2 separate regions of the Gasterosteus aculeatus genome follow, and region 2 is linked to region 1. A link is a contact called in public Hi-C data. All regions are on one chromosome and are shown on one strand. Each heading gives the region's core, a stretch centred on a gene start, on an enhancer-like site or on the middle of the called end of the contact. The rest is flanking DNA. Distances are from core to core; before and after follow the strand shown.

What was found. A called contact is a pair of places that touch in the nucleus more often than the background predicts.
Region 2: a Hi-C map of liver shows a contact between it and region 1, with 5 times the contacts expected there. The contact joins the promoter of tnrc18 here to the enhancer-like site in region 1. A contact is called at or near these places in 5 of 6 Hi-C or Micro-C datasets (liver, skeletal muscle, tail fin and 1 more).

The regions. Positions count from the first base shown.
Region 1 is chr11:6,351,127-6,357,575 of fGasAcu3.hap1.1, forward strand. slc29a4a (solute carrier family 29 member 4a) reads left to right here. Exons shown (of 11, transcript XM_040191632.2): 11 at 64-1,737. The coding sequence ends at 209. Among protein-coding and RNA genes, the nearest start is that of slc29a4a, 14 kb to the left of the region's middle. Within about 2 kb of position 3,620, at least 1 of the 9 cell types and tissues checked has open chromatin away from gene starts, as enhancers often do. A contact at or near this core is called in liver, where this site is marked.
Region 2 is chr11:6,396,416-6,402,864 of fGasAcu3.hap1.1, forward strand. It overlaps tnrc18 (trinucleotide repeat containing 18), which reads right to left and starts at 3,165. Exons shown (of 30, transcript XM_078084689.1): 1 at 2,981-3,165; 2 at 992-1,335. The coding sequence starts at 1,190.

The sequences.
Region 1 (6,449 bases), core at 2,370-4,869:
TCATACATTTAATACTCGTCATAAGCGCATGTACATGAGAAGCTCGGCTGTGTGTCCCTGCAGGGAACACCATGACCGTCTCCTACATGACGGGCCTGATGGTCGGCTCCGCCGTGGCCTACGCCGCGTACAGCTTCGCTGCTCCGGGACCAGGGACGCACGTCTCCACACTCAACACGCACACACCGCCCAACGCTACCGCCTACTGAATGTCCACACGCCATTAAGCACGGTCACGGATGTAAACACACATACGTGTGTACACACACACACACTCACACACACACACACAGCCATTTGCAAACAAAAGATCCCGGCCAGGAGAAGCAGCGGGGGACAGAAGGACATCTGTAAAGAACTATTTAAAGGTCCATGTTTGTACTCTGAGAGGCGTATTTGCCCTTTGTCCAGATCGTGCTTCAATCTGCCTCGCTGGGTAAAGAAAGTGAAATAAGATGCAAAGAAAACAGAAAGTTAAACAGTAAAAACGTTTCTCCACTGTGTCATTCTGCAGCCTTTTGGTCCACTGACCTTCAAATGTCACGGCTGTGCTTTTTGAACTTTTCCCTGGAGAGGGAGAACATCCGTCAACAGAAGTCCTGCGAGTGTCTCACAGTGAAAATATTGTCTGCATGTGTGTGCAAACCGACTGGCTGACATTTGTAGAGTGTGAAGTCAAGTTGTCTATCGCTGGAGGGAAGAGACTGTTTGAGGGAACCGTTCGCGTTGAGGTCACATGAGACACATTTAGCATTGTTGATATTCAGAGAGATGATGTTTCTGTTGATTCTTCCAGACCAGCTGTTACCTAATGAAACACTCTGGAAACCTCTGACTGCCCCCTTTAAAGAACTACAACAGCAATTTAATTCACATTTATTTTAATTAAAAAATAAAAAGGTCCCCTTGTGTGTCATATTTGCTAGTTTACTGGAATCACATCTAATGGGATGAGATGTACACAGCTGTAAGTTGAAGAGTCATCAAACGTATTATAATAATTTACAGGAAGAGCAAAGATGTCAAGTAACATTTGCTCAAAGGATTTTCTTCTAATTTATTTAGGACAAATCTGTTAACATTTTGATTTTACTGTGCCTTATCGGGAACAGTTTTCTAATTCATGACATACAATTAGCTGTAAAAAACATGATTCTCTCCTAGTAGTTAATTAATTTCAATTATAAAAATCCACACTTTGCTCAATAGCAGACGCGTTTACTGAACTTACTCTAAATCGACTTCCCCCACTGAGATCCAGTCTCTCTGGCTTGTCTCCACTCAGCTGCTTTAGCAAATCTGAATTAGAAAAACATCAGTTGTATTCATTTTCAAATATGATGAACATTATTCCTATCAGGAAAAAAAAATGTATGGAGCAATTATAATTATGTGTTACCTGTTCTTTTTATTTATAATAATGCTTAGAGAAAAGAAAATGGGCAAATCTCTGCCTGTTCCATTTGGTTTCACGTTGCTTCTTGCACCCTGAGATGAAAGGAAAGAGAAGAAAAGGTTGGTTCCTATGAACCAGAAGACGGCAGCCGTGTCTCACGGTTGTGATTTTGACAGCAGGGTCTGTGTTTCCCCCGCGTGCCGTCTGTGTGTAACATTCATGTAACCATGTGCGACGTGTCAAGGAAAGATTATACGTGCCAAAAAAAGTCTGCCTGTCTGAATGTAATTCTGTGAACAATTAAACAGAATGAAACGTGTAAATATATAGAATGAAACGTACTCAAGGTGTTTAAGACCTCCAATTTTTTCATACAACAGACACTATCAGATCGACATTTTCTTTATTTAGCGAGCGACACTCGTTTCCTTTTTGCTTTTCAGCCCCTCCAGCTTCTTCCTCCATATCTCCTGTTGGATTCGATAGACGTTTTAATCATGAGAGGAGTTCAGACTTAATAGATTATGAAGGAAAAAGGCTTCTCTGTAGAGTCGTGGAGCGCACTACGACACGGCGGTGTCACCCTGCTGCAGGCCTCTCCTTTCAGAGCGGTGGGGTTGAAGGTGCATTTAGTTATTTATGGTTGAAAGGTATATTTATTTCTCTGGTAGAGAACTTAGGGGGGTGAGAGTGATCCCGCATTTCAAAGAGCTGCATGTTAAACTCATATTTTTTTCAACCCTTTGAGGTGATTTAAAGTAGAAGTTTGACATTTGGGTAAATTATTCACTTTGAGAAGATTTAACATGATGTATTTCATTCTTTTAAGTTAATTTAAAACATCAGCACATGAAAAAAAGAACTGAGAAAGTAAAATAGTTGTATTTTTTACTGTTTATTGATTAGTCCCATGTTTTGTCCAGGATGACACATTTTAACATTTGAATCAGGGTTAGCTGATAAAGTCACAAAGACAGGATGGAATATTTGGAGAACTATAGATCTGGAAGTAAAGATACTTATGATGGGATGAAGGTTACTCAACATTCAATCTCCTGATGCTAAGAAACACAATTATTACTAAAATAAACTAAACAACAAATGTTTAATCCTGCATTTTACCTCAACAAGGTCTAATATCTGAATATCTATGTGACTTCCTATTATCGTTTTTTCAAATACGTAATTTTTCTTCCAACTGAATTTATTCAGAAACCACGTCATGCTGACAAAGACTCAGCGCCCACGTGACTGCGCACTGTGAAACACCAGGGTGGTGTAACGCATACAAACGTTACATTGTACATACGTGTATATATCTACTGCAACAAAACGTATTTTGCTTGATATTTGTGGAAAAAAAAGAATGGTGATCAGTTGAATTATTCTTTATTATTAATTATTCAGGATCACTAAACAATCAAAATCCAGCCTATTTATCTGTCTATTTTAGATTTTTGCTAAATATGTGCACGTTACAGAATGGTTGATGAACACCTGCATTGTTTCAGCAGGAGGAGGAGAATTGTCTAGTTTGATGAATCAGTGGTTAAAAAGGTTAACCGGCATTTGAGCAAATTGTGGCCTTTCAGCTCTTTATGACTTCCAATGGTATTTAGCCTTTACAAATACTACACAACGCTCAATCAAAATGTGACTAACATCTTTCAGAAATATGTGTAATTCTATAATGACTTAAATGAGTTTTTGTCTTACTGTCACATGATTTCAGTGTCCCAGCAGTCTGTTTGTGCCAATACAACGTTGTCCCATTGTCGGAGCTTAATAAAGTCGTTTTCATCGGTGTCTGCTGTGTTATTCTGCTCTTAAATTCTAAATGTCTGATAATCGTATTACTTGGAATGATCTGGGTTTGTGTTAAGCTCTTTTACAGAACTGCATGTAGTTTTCTGTTGCAGAACCTCCAGCAGCCGTATGGAAGCTTTTGCTTCAGAGGGGGAAAGAGAAACGGGAGTTCATCCTGCAGGGATCAGCAGTTGTTTTAACTGCTTCTCTCCAGCGGAGGTCGCTGCAGCTCACAGAACATTGTCAAGAGGTTCTGTGTCCAGTTCAGCTTCATATCTGTGGCACAGAGCCCATTACGAGAGAAAGAAGTTCTCTCCTTCTTACCTTTGACCTTTCTCAGTGTCTCTAGGACACATAACCGTACAACGAGGACATTGTATATTGTATTGTGTTCATAGTCGTAGTTCAAAATCTGTCTCTGTAAGTGCATGGACCTATTTAGCTGTTTGTCTGTGTGCATTTGTGCGTGTGCGTATTTGTGTGTGTGTGTGTGTGTGTGTGTGTGTGTGTGTGTGCTAATTTGGGATGTGGCTGCAGGGAAAGAAAGTCTCCTGTGTGTGACGGAGCGACTGATCATTACTCATTCTGCTCCACATACTGAGAGAGGAGGAGGAGGAGGAGGAAGGTAGAAAGGCAGTGGATGTGAGGAGCAGGTCTGGTGCGCTGCTCTCTGCTCTGACTGCGTTTAGACTGTTTCAGTGGATCCTGACGCCTCAGTTTGGGGAAACGAAAAGTTGATCAAACGAAAACCAACAGTATTATTACTGCACATTTTCTTGTCTTGATTTATTAGTCGGCCTTTGACTTGTGTTAAATGGCCAATTTCTTCAGTTAAAACAATGTGTGGTGGATGGGCAGGATTAAAGTAACAGTAAAGTTGGTACTATTAGTATAAGATTGTAGAGCATAAAACTAATTCATTCAACACGAGATAACAGCTGTTTTTTGCTTTTATACATGAAATCATGGTCGATATAAAAAATACTTTGACAAGAATTTCATCTCACAATGGAAACAGATTTTTATGAACTAATCAGAAGATGTGGTTACACATCTAATGCCATTAAAGGGCTTCATGGGAAAACGGAACATATTTATGTTACATACAAAATCACATATTTGAATAAAACAGGTTTGTATTAAGATTTTTAAAATTACATTATATTAAATGATGTATTATTAAAACAAAACCTCGATGGCTCATGTGGCTTATATGGAACACACTTGTGTGCTATGTTAGCAAACCATTAACAACGTTATATTTTAATAATGAAAAACAATACAAGCATTTGAAATTGGTACAAATGAGTTATTCACACTTTGAATCACAGATTAGACTTTCATATTACCAAAAGGTTCATACTTTTAATTGGCATCACATATTAAAATGTCTGTTAAATGATTTCATAGGGAAGTTTCTCCTTCATTACACTACATGTCCTTAAGCTGATGCTTTTATCCAAACGACTTACAATAAGTGCATTTTAACCATAAGGATACAAACCCAGAAGAGCAAGAAACAAGAAAGTGCAATTTTATCAAATAAGTTAAAATTAGCTATAGATAAGTGGCATTATAAGTACAATTTAAGTGCTACATTATAGCATTGTGATTAATGAAAATGGACAAATGAGTGAATTATTCTGCCGTTGTAAGAACATAGTAGAAAACAAGTGGTTTGTGCTTTTCTTTCCTCTTACGTCAGTTCATAAACTACATTTTGTAGCATATGTTGTTCATTTTATGGGATAAAATTGGCAACACCATCTGGCTATTCCTATAATTTTAGTCAAATACTATTCAAATATCACAAACAGGTAAGTGTTGTTTCCTAAGAATATACTTGCATACAAACTGGATTGTACTATAATCCATTATTAAATAATGAGAAAGATAATCCTCATGCCGAAGTTGGTTTCAATGTTGAATTCATGCAGCTCTATTTTGGGGTGACTTCATTTAGTTTCATCGTGTACGGTGAAGGTGTCTGTCGGGTCACAAGTGATGATTAAATGGAATTATTTTGGTTTCTGTCTTTACATTATTATCAAGAATATTGTTGCATTTTGTGCATTTAACGTCCGGTTGTGCTGCTTGTTAAGAAAGATGATTTTATTCAAAGTGCAGCATGTTATAACGTGCCCTTTGGAGGTATTACTGTATGTTATAACGATATACATACTGGTCCTAAAATGTTGTTGTATCTTATTATGTTAAATGATAGAAGCTTAATGAATAAGGTTAAGCGAGAGAATAACAAATAGAGGTGAAACACAAGGGATGAGAAAGAAGAAGCCAGTTTAGATCCTGTGGCAGCCGACACTACTTTCACAACACCACCAAGAAATCAACAACCACAGAAACTAAACAATCAGAATCACCAGTGGAACCTGGGAGAAGAGGCAGAAAGAGCTTGAGAGAGTGAGATGAAGATGAAAAAAGCTAAACGCTAAACGTCTGGAGGGATGTCAAGAGAGAAGAGAGAGGTAATGAATGAGTCTGAAAAATAGAAAAAACAAAACAAAGAAGAAATGGGCCAAAATCTAAGAAATATGGAGGCATTTCATGTTTATACCTTGAAATACACATGAATTTATCTTTGTTTAGTTGTGACCGTTACTAAAAAGATTACCAGCTTTCTTCCGTCACCATGGTGAGGCAGCATGAAGCTTCATCTCAGGTATTCAGTTGGCTTCGCCACGTATTCACAGCTACAATTGGACTTCATCCACATTGTCACTGCTGTCCGCACGCACACGCAGCTGAGCCTGTGTGTGTGTGTGTGTGTGTGTGTGTGTGTGTGTGTGTGTGTGTGTGTGTGTGTGTGTGTGTGTGTGTGTGTGTGTGTGTGTGTGTGTGTGTGTGTGTGTGTGTGTGTGTGTGTGTGTAGGAGAGAGAAGTAAACATGCCCAAAATACAAAGACTGTGATGTTTCATTCATTAGGTTGTCAGCATGAATAATAGATGCATCTAATTGATATGCAGCGCATCACTCACATGCACATTCTCTCATGTGGGAAAGCACTCTGAACTAATATTTGCGAGGCCTTGTTGTCATTTTACATTCAAATGTGTGCAGCAGGTAATGGCCAATATGGGAACCTGTCGTATTTCAGTGGTTCCCATCTTGGGGACTCTGGATAGACGTGATGTGGTCCAAAGGCTTGAGACGAAGGAAACAAGTGCAGAATCATCCTCATCTTGCACATCTAACGTCTATCTGGGCTTTTTGTCGGATGTTAGAAAG
Region 2 (6,449 bases), core at 1,915-4,414, 45 kb after region 1:
ATCGCTCCGCTCGCAGGGAAAGTAAAGAGGAAATCACCAGCTCAGCAGGGAACAACAACACACTGCAGATCATCTACTGACGGAGACAAACACACACGTAAACAAACACATGGAGGGTTTGCTGCCCGACCACATCAAACCCGTCCGGTTTGAACCCAACGTGTGATTCATTTATGTGAGCACAGCACATACAAGACATCCCCCCCCCCCCTTACAAAGATTCCCCAGTGTGCTTAGAGCAGCATCGAGGGTCTCAAACACACACACACACACACACACACACACACACACACACACACACACACACACACACACACACACACACACACACACAAATGGTTCGCATGCTGGTATAAGCAACATCAGCCATTTGCCAAATGTTCCAGCAGAGTGGCTTATTACTGCAAAAACTGAAGACTGAAGCACAGCCATTTTACCTCTGACACACAGGGTGCAGGTGGTCTGTCACTGAGGTTACAACCCCCCCCCCACACACACACACACACACACACACACACACACAACCGCGCATATGTATATATATATATATATTACACACACACACACACACACACACACACACACACACACACACACACACACACACACACACACACACACACACACACCCCCCAAGACCGTTGCACCCTGACCCGCATGCTGCTGCAACAACACCCGCAGCACAACAGGCGGCCGCTGTTGGCGCGTCGGTCATCGCGCACAACAGTGAGCGCGATGTCATACTTTCACATCTGAAACTTGTCACAGCTTTGCAACAGCCACACCTCCTTATGAAACCTAACCAAGTGGGGGGGGGGGGCATTTTCCACAGAAGACCGTAGCTGCATCCAAGAAATGACCGCACCAACGCTGCGTATTTGTTTGCACATATATATATAAATATATAAATGGTGTTTTTTTGCGCTGCGTTATTTTAAGTTAATCATAGTCACATTGCAGGGAGCGGAGCGGTCGGACGCCGTTTACTTACTGTGGTGTGGATGTAGGTTAATGGGCGATGGCAGGAATTTTCCGGAGTGGAGGGGCGGCGCGTGGCCGTGGCCGGGCGAGGGAGGCATCCTCCCGGCCGCGGCTGCCGCTCCGAGTCGGGGAGACTCCATCGTGAGCCCCGGCAGCAACGGCGGCGGTACGTGGACGGATCGGGGAGGTCCAAAATCTCTGCCATCCATTATCCACAGTGGGGAAAGTTGTGAAAAGAAATAGTCCGTCTGGAGAGGCCCCTTATTCTGTAAAAGACGAATTTTTTGGGGGGCGCTACGATACTGTCTTTAGTTCCCCTGGCGATTCGGGCTTCTTTTCAGCCATCCCGCCGACCTACGAAAATACAACAAGAAAACATTCGCTTGACACACGATCTGACGCACACTGATCACACTGTTATTTTGGGGGGGGGGGTTCTCCTCTTTGCGGCGGGCGGTCAGTGCGCGATGACGCAGTTCGGAAAAGCGCTCGAGAAGCTGAACGAGCTGGACGCGCTGCTCGACGGCACAAGGTCTCCTTCCAACTCCAACTTCCACCAGCAAGACGACGATCTCGCGTAATGTCAGCGAGCGCCGCAGCGGCAGCAGCAGCGGCGGCGCTCCTCCACCCGCCTCCACCGAGCAGACAGCTCCGCTCCCCGGGAAAACAAGCACCAGGAGCGGCGGCGGCGGCGGCCAGCCGCGCTGCCCCGGCCGTGGAAACCACACGCAGACCCCGCGAGGGGAAAAGAAGAAAAAAACACACACGGACGCTAACAAACCTGTTCGGTCCTCTTTTTCGTTTGTTTTAGTTCTGTTATTGCTACGATTGTGCAGCTGTTTCCCAGCGGCTCGCCCTGTAAGTCAATACGCCATAAATACTGGAGGCGCATCAAATATACATTTCAAACGGGTTAAAAATAAATGCGGGTTGCCAGAGTCTGCCGCGCTGATCGGCGGGGTTTTGTTGCCCGCGTATTGCGGCCGCGGTCCGGGCGGCTGCGCCTTCTGGACGCGGGTGCTGCTCCAGCGGGAGAGATCAACGAGCCCGACCCGTAAACACGGTCGGTCCACTGGCGTCCTCGTTCCGTATCAAAGCTCCAGCACCGGAGCTCCAGCTGGTGTTAAGATATAATAATGCGATTCACATGATGGATGCGCGGCCATTCGGATTAATCGGCTCGCGTCTCGAATCTTTGGTTTAAAAAAAAAATAAAAATAGGAATTTTAATAATTTTGCTAAACTGCCGACAAAGGACAGTCTCCGCGGACATGCGTATGCGATACATTAAAAAACACACAAATAGAATAAAAGTGACTTTAAGCAGAACAACAACAAGCATTTGCGACTTTACCCGAAAGCTGCGAGGAGAATCGGGGGGTTCGCGTGTATTTTTTGTGCATTTTGCAGAATAATAATAAAATATAATAACCCAAACTATGTGACCAATGTGTATTTAAGTATGAAAAAACAACAACAGCGAGGCGAAAGTCCAGTTGAACCTTCAAAAGGCTGCAAGCAAACAACCCAGCGAGGACTCGTGATATGCGGGCGGGATCGGAAGGACGGTTCAGAGATCACCATAAACCTGCTTTTACCCGGAGACAAACGCACCAGACGGGACACGAATGTCTCCTCGGAGCCCCCCAGGAACACGCACGGACAGACGGGGGGGGGGGTCGGAGGCTCCTCTGGTCCGCCGCGGTCGTGCGCGCGGAGCAGCGCTTCAGCCACGTTTCAAACTTTTTCACGGTTCCTTTTCGCGACACGCAAAACTTTCTCGGCGGAAACGTCTCGAAAGTCGCACCGACCCGAAAAAAAAAACAGCCCCCTAAAAAAAATCCCAAATGCCGTGTGGAGGAAATTATAAAAAGAAGAAGAAACACAGACCCTCCGCGCCCTTTTCGCTCACATTTACAGACCAAATTAGGGTTTGAAACACGCAGAACTCGGGACACTTTAGCTGGAGGAACCAAAAAAAAAAATGCCAAGCGCTTACTTGAATGTGGAAAGTCCGGCGAAAGGAGCTAAAAAAACGTCCAGGTTGCTGGGAGAACTGGAGTAGTCCATTACAGGCTCGTACGAAGGTAAACTGGGGGATAACTGTGTGTGTTGGGAGGAGGGGAGGGAGGGGGGGGGGCGATAGACCCTGACGCGTCCGTAAACTCCTCAGCAATGAAACACAGCATTGTTTTTGCAAGCCCCGCCCATCTCCCTCGCCACCACCCAACCGCGGGACAGCCCCCCGTGCGTTGTGCAAACCTCCTGTCTGATTGGCTGTGCGAGGTGTCAATCAAATCCCCAGGGTCAAAAAAAAAGAAAGAAAGAAAAACACCCCCTGGCCGCTGGCCAGCAGTATAAAAGCAATTATGGAGCAAGGAGGTTGAGCCGTTTCAAGGTCCCCTCTCCTACAAGACCGACTGATCAGAACAAGCACTGGGTTTCTGTTTTTCTTTTTGGAGGTGGGGGTTAGTTCACCCCCCCACCCCCACCACCATCACCACCACAACCACCACCACCACACACACACATTTTCATGCTAATTATAATAGACGCTAGAAGATTGGCAATCTGAAAGCCCGGGTACATTGTTACCCTGAAACGTATCGTAAGCGTTTTGCATGTAGTGTGAGAGGCAGTTTACTTCAACTCACTCGGAAGCAGCACTGCCGCATTCGTTTTATTACCGCCCCGTTTCACCTCTGCTCTCCTCCAAAAGAAAACAAGCGCTAACACATGAGATAACCATCTCACTTATTCTAACACCTCATTCCTTAAAAGCCACTCATATTCAAAGGTGTTTACCCGATAATTCTACAGCGTACGTATTAGCGGACTATGCAAACAATATGGTTCGTGGAAAAGATTCCCCGCAAATTGAATCCCTTAACATCTCGCCTCTAATTCATCAAATGCTATTTATTAATGTTAACCGGGCTCACTGACTGGTGGCCATCATTCGGCACATTGGAGGGTCTGCAAAGACACTACTTGTGACAGGTGAAAAGCACCCCGGATATATTTCACATGAGCCGGGAACGCACCAACATTTATCACTGTTGTCGCGCCCGTGGACCCTTTATTTACCGTTTCACACCACGGAATAAAGCCCGGGCTTTCGGCAGGTCTATCTATGCAAACCGCGCATAGCAGTCTGCAGGAGCAGCAACGCCGAGCGGCTCCCTGTGTATAATTTAACTAGACGGTTTCAAGATGCCCACGTCGCCCCTTCCCTTGCACTGGTCCGGCCCCTCCTCCTTTAATATGCGACGGTTTCAAGGTGGCCCCTGGGTTGGAGGGGCGGAGCTACGTCAGACGCTGGAGGGAGACGCCGCAGCGCTGCGGAGCCGCGGTCGGACGCGTCCTTAGCGGCGGCCGGAGGAGATACGTTCTCCCGCCGTGTCGCGGCCCGGTAACGCGGTCACACCACGGCGGATTCTTTCTAACTAGCCGAACCACCGGGCCGCAAGAGGCCGCTCGGCGTCGGCCCCGAAGCTGTCCGCCCCCGCCCCCATCCCTTTCGGACGGGAACCGGGCGGAGATCAGAAGCGACGTCCCGTCCCGAGCCGTCCGAGGGGGACCGAGCCAGCCTTTGTTTTCCAAATGTCTCCGAGTGGCCATTCAGACAATGCCTCTAGATTAGGACCGGCCTCTCGCGGTTGTTTTGCCTCGTTCTCTCCACCTCGAGGTGGGTTCGGCTGCGGTTCGGCTCATGGTGGCATTCAGTCATGATTCCTCTATGCAGCCCTATTAATGCAGCACGTTTTCACACGGTTGTAATTGAACTGTATTCGACTCAAATTTAAATGTATAACCTTAATTTAATTAATGCTTTTTTTGGCGGTGTGACCATCCTTAAATAAAAATCACAATAACTCAATAAAGACTTATTCGCATTTTTTTTTTATTGCAATCTAGGACAAGTAAGAAAGTGTGCTGTGTGTCTTTCGTTGCACTGCAGCACCAGATAGGATCATCTGGTAGATCATGTCTTACGGTTTATACAGCCACTGGCTCTTTGAGCACGGTGCGGTTTCAAGTTGTTGTGGCAGCAATGGAAAAGTACTGAAACCATGATGTGGAGCCGGAAACGCTGCTGAGTCGACACCATTCTTCATCCCACTAACTGTGTTCTGTTTTATTGGGCCAACCAGACATTACAGAATGAGAACATGTGTTATCCCAGACTGCTGTGTATGATCACTATCTGTCACATCAGCATCCATGACCAAATATCAGAGTTTGGGTAATAATGTCCCATTAGTTGAGGGATAAGGTAAATCATTTTATTTTGGGGGGGGGGTCAGACCATCTGATTTTCTCCAGGCGTGTGGCTGCATTAATCCACAGGGGAACGGAGCACACAGACAGCATTGATTATTTCAGGAGGGGGGAGTCAGTCCTCTCTGGAACGGCAATACATAAATAAATAAATACAGAAGGATGTCCTGCTGCATAAGCATCCACCCTTCAACAATACCACTTCAGTTTGCACGCCGAACTGGGGTGGGGGGAGGGCGGGGGGATTTCTAAGTTAAACACATTTCATACAATATTCCTTGACATCAGCACACACACACACACACACCAACCCCCACTTAAAGAAAACACACACACACACATACAGCTCTCATGGGATACCTGCCAATCATCAGACAGTGGGCCCTGCAGGGTTTTATGGTGGACTACAGGATGAGGGGGGGGGTGAGGAGTTCTCTGCTGGGTGACAAACAGCAGAATGCAATAGCAGTCACTGAACTGAACACGTATGTGCCATTGAAGAAAATCTGCAGGCTCACAAATGTTTCACCACGGATATTCCATTCCCGCAATTTTGCTATTGGCATGATGCCTGATTTGAATGCGACTGGAGGCTGCTGTGTGTGAGATGCATGTGATCGTGCACTTCCCAGACGTGACACATGTGTCAGGTTATTAACTCAGCAGGACGCACGGAATAGATAAGCAGCCCTACATTTCTACCGCGTCCAACTAAGCTAACGACCTGAAGTTATAGATCACATTAACCATACACTATATATAATTGAGGCGTGCTGTACCCCTCAAACAAACCGCTACGACGCAGCTGAAAGCCTGCAGTTTGAATAAAATCCAGATAAACACTCTTATTTTCTGGGAAACGATACAGAGACAAGGACACACATGGGAATCAAAGCAAAGGGATTCCCATCTGCCACTGCTGCTTCAACCAAGCTGGGGGGGGTTGGGTGTGGGGATCGCTGCAGCTCTAAGAAATGGTGGGGGTTTCGCCAAGAAGAAAAATACCCACCCATCATCGGTACAACCGTGAGGAAACATTGATGCAACATGACACATCTGGTGCTGAGTAAATGTGCAGCAGTGATGCGTCAGGGCCACTGATGCCTGCAGGGCTCCACTTCACCCCTCGTTTCAACCATTTTTCTCTCTTTCAGCTCTTCTGCTAACAAATCTGCCCTGACTACAAA